Regions from separate parts of the Oryctolagus cuniculus genome. Here region 2 is linked to region 1. The links are chromatin contacts, called in public Hi-C maps. All regions are on one chromosome and are shown on one strand. Each heading gives the region's core, a stretch centred on a gene start, on an enhancer-like site or on the middle of the called end of the contact. The rest is flanking DNA. Distances are from core to core; before and after follow the strand shown.

Region 1 (4,109 bases), core at 1,315-3,814:
AAAGAGAGAGAGAGGAGAGAGAGGGAGAGAGGGAGGAAGGGAGGGAGGGAGGAAAAGTTAGTTGTAAGGATCACATGCAGTCATCTATGCAAAGCATGGGCACTCTACCTCAATAGCTGTTTGAGTAAATGTTTGTCATTTGGTCTGAAGAAGGCTCCAATGTAATAGAAGGAGCTATACCTACTTCAGGAAACTGTTCACTTTTAGATTTGCTTTAAGTAACACTAAAAAGCACACACTAAAAAGGTTAAACAATATTAGTTAATACAAACATGTAAACAAAGAATCCTCTAAGACTTATTTTAATTGTAAATTTGCACCATAAGTGTATGTAATAAATATGCCATTTTTCTAAATCTAACTCAAGAACTTGTTTCAATATACCTGAAACACACAAAATACCTATTTTATCTCATTAATTTTTAAAAATTTCAACTTATGTACTGGGAAAAGCAAGTAGTTTCCAAGGCACTCCTAAGAGTCAAATCTTTCTAAAGATCTAAATGATGCCATAAAATAAGAAACTAACAGAGTATCAGGCTGTTTCAATTGATACTACCAGACAGACTATAATACAATCATAAATTAAAACTCTTTTCTTGGAGACACCATGCAACAGTCCTAAATATATACACCACACAAGTACCAACTCCATTTCATTGGGACAATTTTCTGTCTTCAGTTTGATAGAAATATATCATGTTCCCTTTCTTGCAATACTTTGCCTAAAGTAATCACAGCAGAGAGAGGGAGAGGCAAATGCAACAGCCACTTACTCATCATAACACAATCTTTCCCCTTCACGTCAAGAGAATTTTTGAGGGCAGAGAATCACAGAAGTCACTCCAACAATACAGAGTAATTTTATTTAGCCTATAGATTCTAATTTTTGAAACATTACAATTTCTTTACATTTCCAAGACTACTCAAAATTGTGCCTACAGCGGACCTGCTTTCACAATATTATCTAATACTGTTATATAAGAACGTGTCTGACAACAGACACAAGTGGACCTTGTTAATATGTCAATGTGGTTTCAAAAATTTCTGTAAATAAAATCCTACGTCAAAAGCACTAAGAGAGATTAGGGAGACTATCATTCATTCAAAACTTAAAATATGGACAAAAAATACTCTTTGACTAATCTTTACATTGTGCAACTGGCCTTTTATGTTTTGAAAATTTGCATGGTTCTAACAGTTTTCCCAAGTGAACATGGCCACTGACTAGCAAGCCACACAAATTCAGGAATGGAAGATTTTCAGTACTTTTTTTTTTGTAGGAAATTAAAGCAGTCTTAGGGCAATCAATTTCCTATTCTTAAAAGTATACTTAGGGCCAGCACTGTGGCATCCATAGTAAGTAAAGCCGCTGCTTACAGTGCTGGCATCCCATTTGGGTCCCGGCTGCTCCACTTCCCATCCAGCTCTCTGCTATGGCCCAGGTCCTTAGGCCCTTGCACCAGCGTGGGAGACCCAGAAGAAGCTCCGGGCTTCCTTCCAGTACGCCCAGGTCCGCCCCTTGCAGCTTTTTGGGGAGTCAACCAGCTTGTGGAAGACCCCTCTCTCTCTGCCTCCCTGTAACTCTGCCTTTCAAATAAAGAAATCTTAAAAAGAAAGTATACTTGCATTAAAAGACAGACAGCCACAAAAACACTTAATGCATAAATTTTTAAAAAAAGGAAAGTAAATTTTTTTGCCATATAATTTTTTTCACTACCTTTATCTCCTACAGGATATAGCGCTACAAGCTTTTCTCTACGATAAAAAAAAAAAAGCACTAGTGGTCAAGACTGTTTGAGAAGTTTAGGGAAAGTTTTAGGATCTAAGGCAGAACTTCAGTCCTTTTTATCATGCGTCTCACCTGGGCTATTCAGAGACTTAACTTCACTCACAGGTACCGGCAGTGCACCTGAGCTAAATCATGCACCAAAGGTGGGGATCTTGTTAACAAACTCAAGCCAGCTGAGAGCCCTAAGTACAAGGAATTTAAAGCAAGGTCACATTGGAATGTTCTGACGGCAAGGTCCGAAACTAGCCAATAAACACACCAAAAGGAAAGAACGGAGACCCTAAGCAGACCAGGTCGTTCACGTTGTCAGAAGGGATGCGGCTAAAACGCTGGGCTCCAGGCCCCGGGACAGCAGCATCCCGACAGCGGAGCCCAGGGAGGCGGCCGCGGGCAAGGCCGCCGCCGCCGCAGGTGCCGCGCTGAGGGCGCACCCCCAGCCGCAAACTCCAGGGCACTGGAGCTGCGGGGCGGCGCTGCGGGGGCGAGGCGGCCGGCGCGGGAGGTCGCGGGACTGCCCCCAGAGTAAGCTGAGGCAAGAGTGAGCACCGAGGGTCTGGAGGGCAGGGGCGTCCAGAGGAGGAGAAAGGGGCCTAGCTCTCACCCTTGTCGCACGCCAGCAAGAAAAGCTTCTCATTCAGGGTGTTCTCCTCCTTCACCTCCCGCACATCCTTCAGCGCCATCACCTCATTCGGCGACGAAGAGGATGGGGAGGAAGGCAGGGAGGAGGAGGAGGCGCCCGAGAGGTCCGTAGTCGGGTACAGGGCCGCCATCATCGCAGCCCATGAAGGGGGCAGGCCCGGAGACGGGGGCGGGGCACCCACCGGCCCCGACCCCGACCCCAACCCCGCCCCAGGGCTGGAGAAGGGATGAGTCGTTCCCGCCACCGCCTCCGCGCGCGGCCAGCTGGCCCCGAAGGGCGTCGCCTCCCCTCGGAACCAGCACTCGCCCTCCACGGACAGCCCCAGGTTGGTGGCGGCGCATGCGCGGCCTCGAGGCCAGCGCCCCCTCCCCAGCCGCCGGCGCCCGGGCCGAGCCGGTCCGCGCCCGTCCGGGGAAGACAGACTGGAGCGCGCCAGGGCGGCAGCCGAGCGCGGGGCCGTGCCAGGAGCCGCAGGGGCCGCGCAGGAGGCGGCCCGGCCGGGAGGACGACGAGAGCTCCGAGGGAGAGGCGCTTCTGAGCACGTTGGGCTCCGAGGCTGTGGGAACCGTCGGCTCAGCTGCGCCGGGAGGAGATGTTCGCGACTCTGCTCACGTCATCCTGCCCTCCGCTTTAGCGACGACACCGGGGCGGGGCCAGCGGCAGGGGCGGGCTTGGGGGCGGAGCCTATGGCGGGGGTGGGGCCTGCGGTGGAGGGCGGGCTCGAAGGACGCACGGCCGGAGGGCGCTGGGAGGCTTCCGGCCCCAGCCCTTCAGCCCCAAGTTACCCAAGTTTGAGGTAACTTGCCCGCCATCTCGCGTCTTAATAGGAGCAGTCTGCTAACTGAAGCTCTGAGGACCTGACGTTTAGTCAGTGCAGTCTGCCTCGCCCCCACGTTGAGGTGGTGGATTACGTACCGCGGGAAAGCCGCAGCGTTTCTAAAGGCTGTTTTTTTTAAACAAGTCGTTTGTGATCCGACATTGGCATCATCGGCAGCGCTGGCATCCCCTATGGCCGCCTGTTAGGGTCCCGGCTGCTCCACTTCCGATCCAGTTCCCTGCTAAGGCGCCTGAGAAGGCAGTGGAAAATGGCCCAAGTGCTTGCCCCCTGCACCCACTTTGGACGGAGCTCCTGGCTTCGGACCGGTCCAGCTCCGGCCTTTGCAGCCGTCTGGGGAGTGAACCAGAGGATGGAAGATCTCTCTCTTTGCCTCTCCCTCTAATTCCACCTTTCAAATAAATAATCTTAAAAAAAAATTGGATCTTTTATTTAGGCAAGAGCTGATTGACACCAACTGCTACTTCCTTAAATAATTTTTTTTTAACAGGCAGAGTGGACAGGAAGAGAGAGAGACAGAGAGAAAGGTCTTCCTTTGCCCTTGGTTCACCCTCCAATGGCCGCTGCTGCCAGCGCACCGTGCTGATCTAATGGCAGGAGCCAGGTGCTTCTCCTGGTCTCCCATGGGGTGCAGGGCCCAAGCACTTGGGCCATCCTCCACTGCACTCGCTGGCCACAGCAGAGAGCTGGCCTGGAAGAGGGGCAACCGGGACAGAATCCGGTGCCCCGACCGGGACTAGAACCCGGGGTGCCGGCACTGCAAGGCGGAGGATTAGCCTATTGAGCCACTGCGCCGGCCTAAATAATTTTTTAACCAAGATTTTATTTAAAAAATTTAACAT
Region 2 (4,445 bases), core at 1,233-3,732, 150 kb after region 1:
GAGAATCACATTGTAACCACAAGAAATAGAATATCCACATTGGAGGTACTTATTAACCTATGATCTCTTATCAAAATATGAGAATCAGAGTCACTCCAGCAGGTTGGTTTTGATGTGGGAAAACATAACAGATAAACAGTTCAGGAGCTGGAGACCACCCCCCCCCATAATCCCACCTGGATCCACCCACCTGTCAATCAGACTATGTAATCACTCCCCCTTTTGGAAGTGAACAGGAAGCCTGGGGAAGGGGAGGGTGCCTTGTTTGCTGCACTCTCGCTTGCTCCCTCTCTCTCTCCTGGTGGACCCCAGGAAAGACCGGTACGGAGGTCCCACTTTCCCCTTCCTGGCCCACTCTCCCTTAATAGAGCCCTCATGTTCTGTGGATTCTTCTCATTTTCTAAATTAACGTCATCACGCTGCACATCGTATTTGAGCCTGTACTTAGAATTCTTCTCTAAGTAAAAGGCAAGAAGCTGAAATAGGAGTTAGAGGCTAAGCTGGCCCACAAGTTTGACTTGGTCGCTGCGGTGCTACAGTTCCAAGACGACCTCCCCACATTACAGAACATCCAGGTGAAATCCTTTTACAAAACTATCCATGCCTCACTTCCTCCCCTTCCCTCCTCCCTCCCACAAACAGTGGCCGAGAATAGACTTTGTGCTTAGTGCATGGTAGGATGTTTGAGGCACAGATTTCAACCCCCAAGAGCTTACACAACATGACCATTTCCTGGTGAAGAGGTTGGGATGTGCAGTAAAACACAGTAATTCAGGATACTATGTACAAAGGATGTAACAGCAACACAGATAACAGCAGTAAATGCTAGATTATTTAGATGGAGAGCTCCTGGCTGCAGCAATCAAGGAAGGCTTCCAGAAAGCAGTCACACCTGAACTGTACCCTGCAGCATGGGCAGGACTTACCCAGGAGGGAGGCAAACGCATTCTGGGCCAAAGGCCCTGGTGACTGAGGCGAGCAAGGAGGGTGGTTTCAGGACCAGTGAACGGCTAGGTGGGGCTGGAGCGAGAAGGCATTTTTTGAAAGGAATTTACAAGGTACTAGCAAGCTCCGTCACGGAGATGATTAAATTTTCTGCTTAAACCAGATGACACAGTATAAGAGAGTGGAAGAGAAAGTTTAATAATCTAAGCAAAGGGTATTAACAGGGAATGGTAAATAAATAAATAAATAAAAATCAGCTGGGTCTGGATCCCAGGCCCAGCTTCGCTGAGGAGGGGTTGGGGTGGCTACAGCAAGTCACTGATCTCAGTTTTCCCATTTGTAAACTGAAGCAGCTGAACTGGATGACCTCAAAAGTCTCTACAGTTCCAAACTAGACCAACTGTATATTATTCCTGCCATTAAAACATTCATCATGGGGGAAGAGCGGAGGGAACCTGTATTCCCTTTCCACACAGGTTTCCCTTTCTGAACTTCAATTGTTTTGCCCCTAAACTCACCACCGCTAGGCATATGCCTACGGTATTCTCTACCAGAGAATTTTACTACAGAATTCCATTAAAGTCGGGAGAGTTGGTGCTGAAGCAAGGGGCAGGGGTGATAAAGCACCTTTTTCATCTTTGTGGACCTGAATAACTATGTGTTGCTTCTCTGACCTGAAAAGTTGCTTCTTGTTCATGTAAATCGGTACAGCACACCCTTAGCCTCATACAAGTTTATCTGATACCGCAGCTCCAGGGCAAGGCATCTCCGAATAAGCCATAGACAGTGACAGAGTAAAGGGAGAGGAGCGAAAACTCTTAGGTAAAAGACCCTATCCACTTTACAGCACCAACTGAAGAGCCACGCTGAAAGGCAAAGAGGAAAATCATGCATTTTGTGAAGTCCCTACTTAACGCAGTTGGAATGCAGAAAGTTTTCTGGCATTGAAATTCGCTGACCATTGGCATTTTTTAAAGACTGCAGCCAGGAGCCCCGAGGCAAGGCACCCGACCCGAAAGCGCGGATGCGATTCACTGGTTCTATCGATCCTATGCACCAACAGGCCAAAGGCAAATAAACCAGGCACAGAATTCCAGCGAGTCAGGCTGAATGAGAAAGCACCAAAGTTTCAACCAGAAAAGTTAACGAAATGCCTCGCTTCCTGCAGGGAGTCCTAATGCAGTCCTCAGGCTCATTGTTTCAGCAGTACAATATGCGACCGAACACCTGCGGCCACTACTCGCTGCCCCAACCTGCAGAAGCGCGCACCGGAGGTCGGGAGACGCCTAGCGAGCGAGAGAACCTGGACAGCCTGGCCCCGTACAAGGACTGCTTTGCCTTCCATCTGTCCGTCTACCTTCCCTCCTAGCGCCCCCTCCCACCCTAGCGCCCAGTACCTGCGGCGATCACCGGGCCTCGAGTCCGAAGCTCCCACTCCGGATGCAGGTACCCGCAGGTCCGCTCTGCGGCTACCTCTGCGCGCCCGCGGAGCCGCTGCGCTCGCGCCACTGCGCATGCCCGGCCGGCATCCGGGCCCCGACACTCGGAATCCACTTCCCGGGTTTTGGCTGCGACTCCCAGAGTTACGGACGCGAAACCGCAAGCTTGAGTTCAGGAGGAGGGTGAAAGAGCAGTTGCAGGTGCTGGGAGAGGCGAGGGGCAGAAGTGAATTGGCGCTGCAGCACGTTGTCCCTGCAGCCCGCAGTTACCCATGCCTGAAGGTGACCGCCTACGCCGTTGGAATGCACCATGCTCCTCAAACTTGAGCGTGGGTCCGAATCGCCGGGAGGGCGTGTAACGCAGACCCCACACCCAGAGCTTCAGAGTCAAGCTTAGGAGTGAGGTGCTGCCGTTTGCATTTCTAATATGTTTTCAGGGGAAGCTGCCCCCACACTTTGAGAACCACTGATCAAGAAGAAAAGTGTATGTTATTAAAGAAGAAAATTTTCTCCCCATCCCGCCCCGCCCTATTAGGGGATTTCACACAATACTTCCTCGTCATTTCACAGCCACACCTGCTTAAAATAAATACATTACTAAAGCCCACACGCCAACAGAGGTGGGATATTTCCTCTAGCATGTGAGTCAAGTAAATGGAATGCAACCTCAAGGATCCGCACACATTTTGCCTGCAGCATAGCACATAGGTGCTGTTGGTTACCCCAACTCAGTCCAGGGAACAGGACTGGCCCTTATTTTGCTGTCTATTTAACTCAAAGCGCTGAGTGCTTAGTACATGATACAGAATAGAGACCAAGACCAGCGGTTGTGGGAGTTGACACTTGCCTCTGGGGAGCCTGGGTTCAAGTTGCAGCTACTTTGCTTCTGATCCAATTTCCTGCTAATGTGCCTGGAAAGGCAGAAAGGAGGGCCCAAATGCTTGGGCCTCTGCTGTCCATGTGGGAGACCAGGATGGAGTTCCTGGCTCCCAGCTTTGGCCCTGCCCAGACCTGCTGTTGCAGCCATTTGGGGAGTAACCAACAGCACGAAGATTCTCCCCCCAACATCCCTCTGCCTTTCAAATAAATTAAATTAAATTAGTTTTAAAATAAAAAATAGGGACCCAAGCAAGTTCAAGACGAGAGCAACAGGGATGGAAAAATGGGAAAGCAGATGAAATCACTAAGAACCCAAAGGAATTGGATGAGCAATTAAATATGGAGGGAGGTGGCCAAGGAGGGGAAGATAAGCATTTCTGTCTTCCATATAGAGAAATCTATCAATTTAGTGTCCTTAGCTGAGCCCAGATTCACAGAAGTCATTGAATATGTAAGATTCACAAAATATGCCAGCACCCTGGCTCACTAGGCTAATCCTCCACCTGCGGTGCCGGTACCCCAGGTTCTAGTCCCGGTTGGGGCTCCGGTTCTGTCCTGGTTGCTCCTCTCCCAGTCCAGCTCTCTGCTGTGGCCTGGAAGGCAGTGGAGGATGGCCCAGGTCCTTGGGCCCTGCACTCGCATGGGAGACCAGGAGGAAGCACCTGGCTCCTGGCTTCGGATCAGCGCAGTGCCAGCTGTAGCGGCCATTTGGGGGTGAACCAACGGAAAAGGAAGACCTTTCTGTCTGTCTCTCTCTCACTGTCTAACTCTGCCTGTCAAAAAAAAAAAAAAAAAAAGATTCACAAAATATAAGTATTTCTTTAAAAGTTAAACATACATCTACCAAATGACCCAGCCAGTCCATTCCTGGTATTACTGCAGAGAAATTAAAATGTATGCTCACAGAAAGACTTGAAATATGAATGTTCATAGCAGCTTTTTTTCACAGTAGTCCAAACAAGGAGGGACCCAATTGTACATCAAAAGATGAATGAAAAAAAAAGTGATTTAGCAATACAATAGAATACTACTCAGCAATCAAAAAAGGGAATGACTCATACACGCCCACATTAGATAAGACTCAAAATCATTATACTGAGATGAGGAAGTCAGAGAGAAAATACGTATGTAAGGGCTGTATATGAAATCCAAACCTGTAGTCACATAAAGCAGATCAGTAAT

The links. Hi-C and Micro-C count contacts between places; a contact is called where the count stands out from the background.
Region 2: a contact with region 1 is called in a Hi-C map of an unstated tissue, with 2.6 times the contacts expected there. The contact joins the promoter of PLS1 here to the promoter of TRPC1 in region 1. A contact is called at or near these places in 4 of 6 Hi-C or Micro-C datasets (ear pinna, embryonic fibroblasts, psoas muscle and 1 more).

The regions. Positions count from the first base shown.
Region 1 is chr4:139,153,146-139,157,254 of mOryCun1.1, forward strand. TRPC1 (transient receptor potential cation channel subfamily C member 1) reads right to left here and starts at 2,565. Exons shown (of 12, transcript NM_001082651.1): 1 at 2,394-2,565. The coding sequence starts at 2,565.
Region 2 is chr4:139,301,990-139,306,434 of mOryCun1.1, forward strand. It overlaps PLS1 (plastin 1), which reads right to left and starts at 2,483. Exons shown (of 16, transcript XM_002716570.5): 1 at 2,343-2,483.